Regions from separate parts of the Sus scrofa genome. Here regions 1 and 3 are each linked to region 2. Evidence: chromatin contacts called from public Hi-C and HiChIP or PLAC-seq data. All regions are on one chromosome and are shown on one strand. The core of a region is the stretch at or near the end of the contact, and the rest is flanking DNA. Distances in the headings are between cores, read along the strand shown.

The links. A called contact is a pair of places that touch in the nucleus more often than the background predicts. HiChIP or PLAC-seq counts read pairs in DNA pulled down with a chosen protein or histone mark.
Region 1: an H3K27ac HiChIP or PLAC-seq map of alveolar macrophages shows a contact between it and region 2. The contact joins the promoter of ZHX2 here to the promoter of ZHX1 in region 2. A contact is called at or near these places in 3 of 47 Hi-C or Micro-C datasets (heart right ventricle, liver and mesenteric adipose tissue) and 1 of 2 datasets of contacts at active chromatin or transcription factors (alveolar macrophages).
Region 3: a Hi-C map of skeletal muscle shows a contact between it and region 2, with 5 times the contacts expected there. The contact joins the promoter of KLHL38 here to the promoter of ZHX1 in region 2. A contact is called at or near these places in 1 of 5 promoter capture datasets (liver) and 1 of 47 Hi-C or Micro-C datasets (skeletal muscle).

What each region holds. Positions count from the first base shown.
Region 1 is chr4:16,552,325-16,555,249 of Sscrofa11.1, forward strand. ZHX2 (zinc fingers and homeoboxes protein 2) reads right to left here and starts at 1,535. Exons shown (of 5, transcript XM_021088974.1): 1 at 385-1,535.
Region 2 is chr4:16,099,442-16,102,463 of Sscrofa11.1, forward strand. ZHX1 (zinc fingers and homeoboxes protein 1) reads left to right here and starts at 1,339. Exons shown (of 4, transcript XM_013996503.2): 1 at 1,339-1,750.
Region 3 is chr4:15,791,699-15,794,713 of Sscrofa11.1, forward strand. KLHL38 (kelch-like protein 38) reads left to right here and starts at 1,299. Exons shown (of 4, transcript XM_021088954.1): 1 at 1,299-1,547; 2 at 2,016-3,015. The coding sequence starts at 2,253.

The sequences.
Region 1 (2,925 bases), core at 285-2,784, 450 kb after region 2:
GTCGAAAGCGGACGCCATATTTTTTTGTGGCTTATGTCGACATAGGGAAACGTAGACATGTTTTTCCTCCTCCTCCTCCTCCTCGGTCTGCCTCCCATTTATCCAAACTTGTAATCAAAACTCTTTAAAAAAAAATCTCCCCCCGCCTCTGGATCCTCTGATTTCCTCCCACCCGCAAAAAAGAGCCTGCACCCCACCCCCCCTTCCGCGCCCCCCTTCCAATCACAAACCCGGCCAAGTCCCATTAACAACACATTTTCGGGAGCCGCGGCGGCGGCGGCGGCGGTGGGAAAGTTGGGCTGGAGTGGCCGGTGCCCGGCGTGCGGGGCTCGGGGCCGGCCGCGCCGGGCGGGGGGTGCTCCGCGCCGGGGCGAAGTTTCTTACCTGCGCCGGGGCTGGGAACGCGGGGACCCGGGCTGGGAACGTGGAGACGCGGCACGGGCGTTCCAAAATGGAACTCTGCTGGCTCCCCCCACCCACTCCCCACTCCTCACCGGGCGCCCGGCTCGGGCTCCGTGGGAAAGAGGGGGAAAGCCAGCCTGCCAGACAGACAGACAGAAGAAGCCCCCGTACGGAGAACAGTGGCCAAAATTTTTAAAAGAAAAAAAAAAAAAAGAAGGAAAAAAAAAGGGGAAAAAAATGTCTCGATCAGTGGGGAATCTACGCCAAAACCCACATGATCTGTAACGTCAGCATGCGTATTTGCATACGATACCACCACCCGAGCTGCCACCCGGGCTCGGGTTCCGCAGAAAGTTACAAAGTGAAATTCAGCCCCCTCCGGAGACGCCGGCGAAATGTCATTTTCAGGCGAGAGCTGGGGGGGAGGCCAACCCTAAAGGCGCTGGTTACTAGCCAAGGTTGGGGGGTGGGCAGTAAATTAACTTAAAAGTCTGAGCCCAGTAACGGACTCGGTGGAATTTCTGCGAGGGGAGGAGGGGGAGGCGCGAGCGAGATCATTGAATATTAAGCACGACCCGGCGCGGCGGCCGCGGCCAAACCCTCCTGGTGCAATACCCATTTTCTTTATGAAAAGTTCAAGGTGTCACTGATGAGCTCGACAAACTGTTGATCCTAACCACGTGGAGTGGCCGACGGAGGGACCGCTGGGCGCGGCTGCTCGCTGAGCGGGCGGCACCCGGGACCCCGCGTCCCTCCTGCAGAGCAAACGGCAGCGCGCGGGTGGGGCCGCCGCAAGCCCAGGGCGCTGCCTGCGCTTTCTCCCGCCCTAGGACTCAGGGAAATAATAACAACTTAAAAAAATTTTTTTTTTCTTTTTTAAAGCGAGACACATTTAACTCCTGGAGTAGTAATAAGAGGGCTCGGAGTAGGGAGGGTAAGGAAGAGCCCCCACTTATATAACGACTCGAAATTAGATGACTTTTGCTGAAGAGATTCTGAGATTTCCGCTTGCGCCAGGTCTGAGGTTGGTTAAACATCCTCAAACTTTTTTTCCTAAGAGCCAATAAACAAACAGACGCCCTGGGAGCTGACTTAAACTCTTGTCGGGCCAGCGCTCGCTGGGATTCTCAGACTTCGGAGAAATGCACACCCCTGCGGCGCTGGCAGGGAAGTCCCTCGGAAGCGAGGCGGGTCACTTTCGAAACTGGGACTCTGGCCTTCCCGGCGGGAGGGCATCCCTAACCGCCGCCGCCCCCTGGATCCCCTCGGGCGGCTTAGAGCAAAGGCAGGTCAGAATCTCGCTGCCCTCCGCCCGCGGCCTCGGGAACCGTGAACTCGCGTTTTGGGCGCGGCGCTTCAGCTGCAGTGTTCAGCTAAGGGCTCCAAGGGATTTGGGATTCAGGGGACGCTTTGGCATTTCACAGAACCTGTCTGCGCCGCCTGTCCCTGCCAGGTGGACCAGTTTCTCCTCGGTGGGCATCTCGACGCGTCAGCATCTCCCAAGTGTGTGCTGAGTGCGAGCGCGCACTGGGCGAGCGGGGGCCAAGGGGATGCTGTCTGGGGTCTACTTTTGACATTTTGAGAGCAGCAAGAAGACAAAGGGAGCCTGGGGCTGGGAGGCTCCGCGGAGTCCCCGCCCGCGCTGAGGATTAGCAGGCGCGGAGCGTCGGGGCTTCCCGGCCAGCCTTAGCTTGGGGGGAATTAGAACGAACTCTAGCGGCGGCTTGCGACTCGGCTCTGGGCGCTAGGACAGCAACAGGTGGCCGTGTGCGGCGGAGTGGCTGGAGGCGAGGACGGAGACGGGGTGAAAATGGCTGGCTCCCGGGCTGACTGCGTGGTCAACGCATTGGTTGACCTTTTGGCATTTTCGTTTCTGAGGCTGAGGAGAAGAAAGCAGCTGAAAGGCTTTCTCAGGGTCTCCCTTTAGGGCTCCAATTTCTCCACCAGAACCTGTTCTTTGGGTTCCCAGAAATTTTTACAATAAAAATAAAAATAGCTCATATGCAAAACTTTCTACTGGCTTGCACCTGTTTGTTCCGTTATTGCTGATGCAGGGTTGTTTGTTAACGGTGCAGGAAACCAGGTACTGGCTTTGAAGGAGGTCTCTTTTCCTAATGCTCTCAGATCTGAGAGGCAAACTGCCCAGGTTCTTAAAGGATTTATTAAGAACTTCCTGGGTGACTATGATCCAGATGCTATCGCATCTTTCTCAAACTCATTCCATATCTACTGTCTAACATCCTAATGTGCTTGCTGTCAATATCAGAATTTAGGGATGCTGAGTTTTTTTCCTCTTCCCTCAAGGATGTGCATGAAGAGAGAAAGAAAAAGAAAACAATCCCACCAACTATAATATTTTTATATTGCTTACTCTTGACTCTTCCAGGTCATTCCACTGCTTCCCTACGCCCCCCCCCCATAACTACAGTTCCCTGTTTCCATGGAAGTTACTGAAACCTTAAGAAAGTTGTATCTGTTCTGAGGCTGCACCTCCTTTTGCTGGTCATCCACTTAGAAGGGATT
Region 2 (3,022 bases), core at 89-2,588:
TAAAGGCATGAACAAAAAAAGTGAATTTCTGTATCAGAAGCTTTTCCTTTCCTCAGAGATAAATCTTAGGCAGTTTTCAGTGGGCACAGTACTGCCCCCTAGGGGGCGTGCTGAAATTTTGTTGGGGCTGTTTTGGACTGTAATTATATTGGTGCCAGAGTTTTTCCATAGTGGAAAATGTATTTTATTAGTATTTTTGATATTAGTTTAATATTTTAGAATAAGTTACTTTCACTTATTTCACCTTTATGTTATCAGAACATTACAGTAGTTTCTTGTAGATAGTTTACATTATCAATGAATTTAATTCCAGGAGAGTTAAAGTGGTGTTAAAGTTTTGTTGTATACACAGAGTGTTGAGCATGGCAGGACTGAGCACCTATGTTTGCAAGATTAAGCTTTGCTTGCTTCTGCTTCCACAAGTTCTAGTATTCTAAGATAAAACAAACAAATAAAAGAAGCCGATGTGCACTGATTTCAACCATCAGGCTTTCACTTTAAGCAACTGCATGTTTTAGGATTAATGTGGCTCAGTGGAGCGCTGCTGTTAAAGCGCAGAGGGTCCATGCCCGGGGTGGGGGCGGGGAACGAACATCAAGGCGCCGGAAAGTTCCCACAGGTCCTGGCCGGAGATTCTGTGAAGAGTAGCCTGGAAGGTGATTTGTTTCCCTTTGCTTTGGTCTGTACTTTTTTCCTTGTAAAAAATGATGTGGGGAGGGGAGAAGGGACGAAGAGAAATGGGGAGGGTAGTTTTTCCCAAAGCCTGGGTCCTTAGCCGGCCTCCTTTGCAGGGCTGGTTCGCATTGAAGCTGTTCAGTATTTGACGACCACGGCTTGAAAAGAAAGCCCCCCACAAGAGTGACTCGTGAGGGGGAGAGGGAGGGCTTTCGGGGAGCAAAGGGTGGCTCCGTCTTGCCCCGCGGTTCAAAGTGAGGTTGGATCGAACTTTTGGTATCAGCGGGTGGAGGGACGGCTTTTGATGTTGGAGTTGGAGGCAAGAGGTGGCAGGGCAGCAGCTGACAGGGGGTGGAGCTTCGGGCTAGAATCCCGAAGGGTTTCAGAAAGACCCGACTTCTATTGACAGTAGGAGGGGCTCCCGACGAAAGGGGCGGGCTTGGACAGTACTGCCACCAAATGGGACTTATGACAAGGGGCGTTTCTCAGGATCCAGCGGTGACTTTAGGAAGAAGGAGCGCCCGGGGGCGGGGCCACAACTGACAGAAGGCGGGGCTGCCTTCTGGATTGACCTGAGTGAAGAAAAGGCTTCTACCGATAGCGGGCGGAGCTAACACCAGCAAGGGGCGTGGCCGCTTCGAGACTTGGAAAAGGCGGGGCTTCTGTTGACAGAGGGGCGGGGCGGCCCCCTACCTCTCGCCCTGCGCCAATCCGGGGGTGGAGGCCAGGGTCGAACCCCAGGGGAGAAGCAGGGTCTGCGAGTGGAAAGCGTGGCGCAGAGCGGGGTGGGGGCGCGCGGAGGGCGCGCGCGCGCGGGAGGGCCCCGCCTCGGCCGGCTCTTCCCCTCCCCCGCTCTCGCCCCGGGTCGGCCGCTGGGGCGCGCGCCTGGCCTAGCACCCCCACCCCAGACTTTACGTTCCACCGAGTCTGCGGATCTGCTGAAGCCGTGAGCCGGACCGCCGAGCGGTTCCGGGTGTAGGGTTCACAGGTCAGAGTTGACTCCTTGAAAAGTGCAGCCGGTTTGAAATGCAAGATGGCGGCGGCGGGGCGCTGAGAGGCGCGGCGGCCCCTGCAGGTAGCGGTGCGAGCGGGCTTCGCGACGAGCGGCCCCGGGCATCCGGGGCTGCGGGTAGGAACCCGCGGCGCAGAGCCCGCGGCCAGTGCGGCGGGCCGGGAAGGCGCGCGGCGCGCGGGCTGGTTGGACGAGGGCGGCCCGAGGGCAGAGACCCCGGGGGGCTGAGCGCGCTCCGCGCCGCGAGTGGCCAGGCTGACCGGCTCGGGGCTTCCGAGGGGGAGGGACCTGGCCTGCCTGGGCCGGATCGCCGACGGGGGACAGACCCTGAGCCTCTTTTGCGTTCTCGGGTCTCTGCGGCCGCGGAAGGGGCTGAGGGTGGGCTTGTACGGGGAAATCTCAGCACCCCTCTCCTCCCCCGCGGCTACGAGAGGACCGAGCAACTTGAGATTATTGAAGGGAGTGAGGACCGGGTCTCCCTTAGAAGGGGGGGGGCGGGGGCCGCAGGGACGGAGCGCACCAGCAATGTCGAGGGTCCCTGGGGAGGAGATCGGGAGCCGGGCCCTGCCCTGCGGGGGCGTGTGGCCTCGTGGGGACTCGGTCTCCCTGAGAGTCTGGGGAGTCATCTCTTGCTGGAGCTGAGCGCACTGGCATTGCGGTTGGAGCTCGGAGAAACCCGTCTGGGAAAGGCTGTACCTCCACTTCAGGAGAGGCTGGGCACCCATTTCGGGGCGAGTCTCAGAGTTGAGACCTTAAGAACTATATAAGGTTTTGAAGAAGCCCTGGAACTTTGGGAGAAGTTGATTCAAGAAAATGTAAATATTATCTGTCCCTTTAAGGAGGAAGATGAGGAGGCTGACTGGGGACCGCTCCAAGCCTTAGGGCCTAAAGGGAACGGTTTCCAGATCTTTCCGAGGAGTGAAGGGCTAGGAGGGAGCTGTGAGAGGAAGGGGGTCTCATGGTAGGAAAGAAGAGCCCTGGCTGATGCCCTTTCCGTGTGTGTGTTTACTCCAAAGTTCTAGGGAAAGGGACTTGAAATTCTTTGTTTCAATTCGACATCCCAGCTCTCCCCTCCGTGGGTAACAGCAAAGAAAATGCAAAACCCGGGAGAAAAAAAAGGTTCCCTTTGATATCCTTAGTTTAGGATCAAGCTCCCTGGCCCTGGGGTAGAAGAATTAGGAAGCGGGAAAGGGGATGGATAGAGGAGGGATGGGGGAAGAGACTGGGAAGAGCGGGAATTCCACAGCGCTTTTCTATCATTTCACCCCAGCTCTAAAGAAAAACGTGCGAAGAGGCTAATCTTTGCGGGGGGTGGGGGGAAATGTCAGGAAAGGT
Region 3 (3,015 bases), core at 49-2,548, 310 kb before region 2:
GACAGGGTGAATGTACTGGAAGAGAGAGGGGGACAATCAGCACAGGAGGCTGCTGCAAACGTCCAAGCAAGACTTGAGAAGGAGAGGAAGCTGGGCTTCCCTGCCATTCGCTGCGGCTGCGCTCAATCAGGACCTCGTGGGGGCAGGGGCGGGACAGACCCGGGTCCCTTTAACTCATCTTTGCTGGTTCTATAGCCCTCCACCCGGGTTCTAATTCTCCCAGCTGGAGGCTGCTTCCTACCCCATCATCCTTGTTCCCCTGTTCTCCCACCTCCTCCTCTTCCCTCGCCCTTCCCCCTCCTCTTTATTCCATCTCCCCTCCCCTCTCTCTCCCTCTCTCTCTCCCCCCACTGTCTCACCCCTCCCCCGTCTCCTCCTGGGGCAATATACCTGTCTTCTTCCTCTAGCTCAAGCCTCCCTGATGGGGAAAAAAAAAAAAAGAAAAATGGAAAAATAGAGCAGAAAAGCAAGCTTGAACTCCAAAAATCTAACTGCAGAGCAGTCAGCAGCAGTCTGTGAGAAGCAAGTCTGACCTGCAGGAGAACTGCCCTTCTGCCACTTTAAACCAGAAGCCCCTGTGACAAGGAAGAACAAGACAGGTTTGGTCTTTCCCAAGTCTGGAAAGTCTGAGGTGCTCCGCCCATGTTAAAAACAATTTTCGGAGTTCCTGTTGTGGCTCAGCGGTTAAAGAACCTGGCTAGTATCCAGGGGGACCCGGGTTCCATCCCTGGCCTTGCTCAGTGGGTGAAGGATCCGGCGTTGCCACAAGCTGTGGTGTAGGTCACAGATGAGGCTTGGATCCCGCGTGGCTGTGGCTGTGGCTGTGGTGTAGGCCAGGAGCTACAGCTCTGATTTGACCCCTAGCCTGGGAACCTCCATATGCCACAGGTGCAACCCTAAAAAAAGGCAAAAACAAAAAATTTATTTTCCTCATAGATACCATGACCCTGGGGCCTCTCCAGTGATTCTGCCAGCAGACATAGGAAATAGAGACCCATAGACACCACGCTTGGGCCCATGTTCTGGCGTCCCTGTGACCATCCGCCACCTTCTCCCTGCCCAGAACTATCTTCAGCCACTCTCCCCAGGTCACAACAACCTGTTTACAGACATCTAGAATTCCGGGCTCTTTTAGGACAAGGGACGAGGGATGGGTCCAAGTGGGCAGCAAAGTCTTCTCTAAGAGAAGCCGTCCCTCCAGATCTATTTCTGCCAATGTAAACACTTGCCAAGGAAACAGGGCATGTGGGCATGCGCCGGCCCCGCAGGCCCTTGGGTTGCTGCAAAAGGCAACTGGCAAGTCACATGTCATAACAGTGGAAAGTACATATGCAACTATTCTTAGCCCTGGAATGTATACACTGTCTCCCTGCCCAGCCGTTCTTGCACAAAGCTCTAGAAAACTGTGAAAGTGCCTTCAACATAAACAAACCCGGAATTCTCCCAGGACAAATCCTTTGCCAGCTGAAGGAAAGGCCTGGCTTTACGGTTTCATTTGGAGCCAGAGGTGGACACTCTCCGGAGGGACCAGCCGGACCAGGCATCAGGTGGGTGTCTCCTCACACAACAAGGTAAATAATTCTAATGTTTCATTCTTCTGCAGGTAGATGGCCAGATGTCATCCAATAAATCCCGTCCAGGGCATTGTTTGGTCTGTGCTTTCTACGTATCTCATTTTAAAAACAAACCCCAAAAGATTCTGTGAAGTCATGTTAAAAAAAAAATCGCAAAGGTCCACTTTCATCCCCCGTTTGTTTGGTTGCCAGAGGGCCACGCCCCCACAGTGACATCCTTAGGGAAGGACTAACGCCCAGCAAGATGTTCAGATGAGTTTACCAAATAAGAGATGTGCTGAGAACCAATCTGGGGAAAAGTGCGCAGACTTTGCTGATCAAATGCACAGACTGTCACCTTGCTTCAGGCTAACATTTCAGCCCGTGACCCCTGGCCATCTTCAGCTTTGCCCGATTTATCCAACCGTCTTCTTCTTTCGGTTTTTCCTGTGTGTTTCTCAGATTATCCGCAGATACTGTTTGCCTGTTACCTTTGAGAGTGCTCCTAACCAAAGAGAGAGGTGTCTGCTGTGAGGCCCAGGCTGCAGGGGGTCTCCCTTTCCAGTGTCGCTAGGCGACAATCGTGGCGATACCCACAGCATCCTGGTGAAGGGACGTAGCGGCCCTAAGTCTTGGGGCCACCACCGCTAAACCCTCCAGCACGTGCTCCCTCTGGGGACTTCTCCCCGTCTTTGTAGGATGGACGAGGAGTTGCCGGATGGGCTGCTCTTCAAAGACCAGGACTTCTCCTCTGACTTGTTGCGGCAGCTCAACCGCCTGAGGCAAAGCAGGATCCTGACTGATGTGAGCATCTGCACGGGGCCCTGGGAGGCCCCCTGCCACCGCACCGTGCTGGCCTCCAGCAGCCCCTACTTCAGGGCCATGTTCTGCAGCAACTTCCGCGAGAGCCGGGAGGCCAAAGTCCAGCTGAAAGGCATCGACTCTGCCACCCTGGAGCGCATCATCTTGTACGTGTACACGGGCGAGGCGCGCATCACAGCGGAAACCGTCCTGCCCTTGATGGAGGCGGCCTCCATGCTGCAGTACCCCAAGCTGCTTGAGGCCTGCTCCTCCTACCTCCAGAGCCAGCTGACCCCCGGCAACTGCCTGGGCATGGTCAGACTCTCTGAGGTCTTCAGTTGCGAGCCCCTCAGGAGGAAAGCCCGGGAGGTGGCCTTGACACACTTCCCAGAGGTGGCCGCGTCGGCTGATCTGAAGGAGCTCTGTGCCTTGGAATTGCGAGACTATCTGGGGGACGACGGGCTCTGTGGGGAGGAGGAGAAGGTGTTTGAGGCCCTCATGGTCTGGATCAAGCATGACCTCCAGGCCCGGAAGCGACACGTGCAGGAGCTGTTCAGGCAGGTCAGGCTTCAGTACGTCCACCCGGCCTTCTTCCACCACTTCATCGCCAACGACGCCCTCCTGCAGTCCTCGCCCCCATGCCGGACCATCCTGGAGGCGG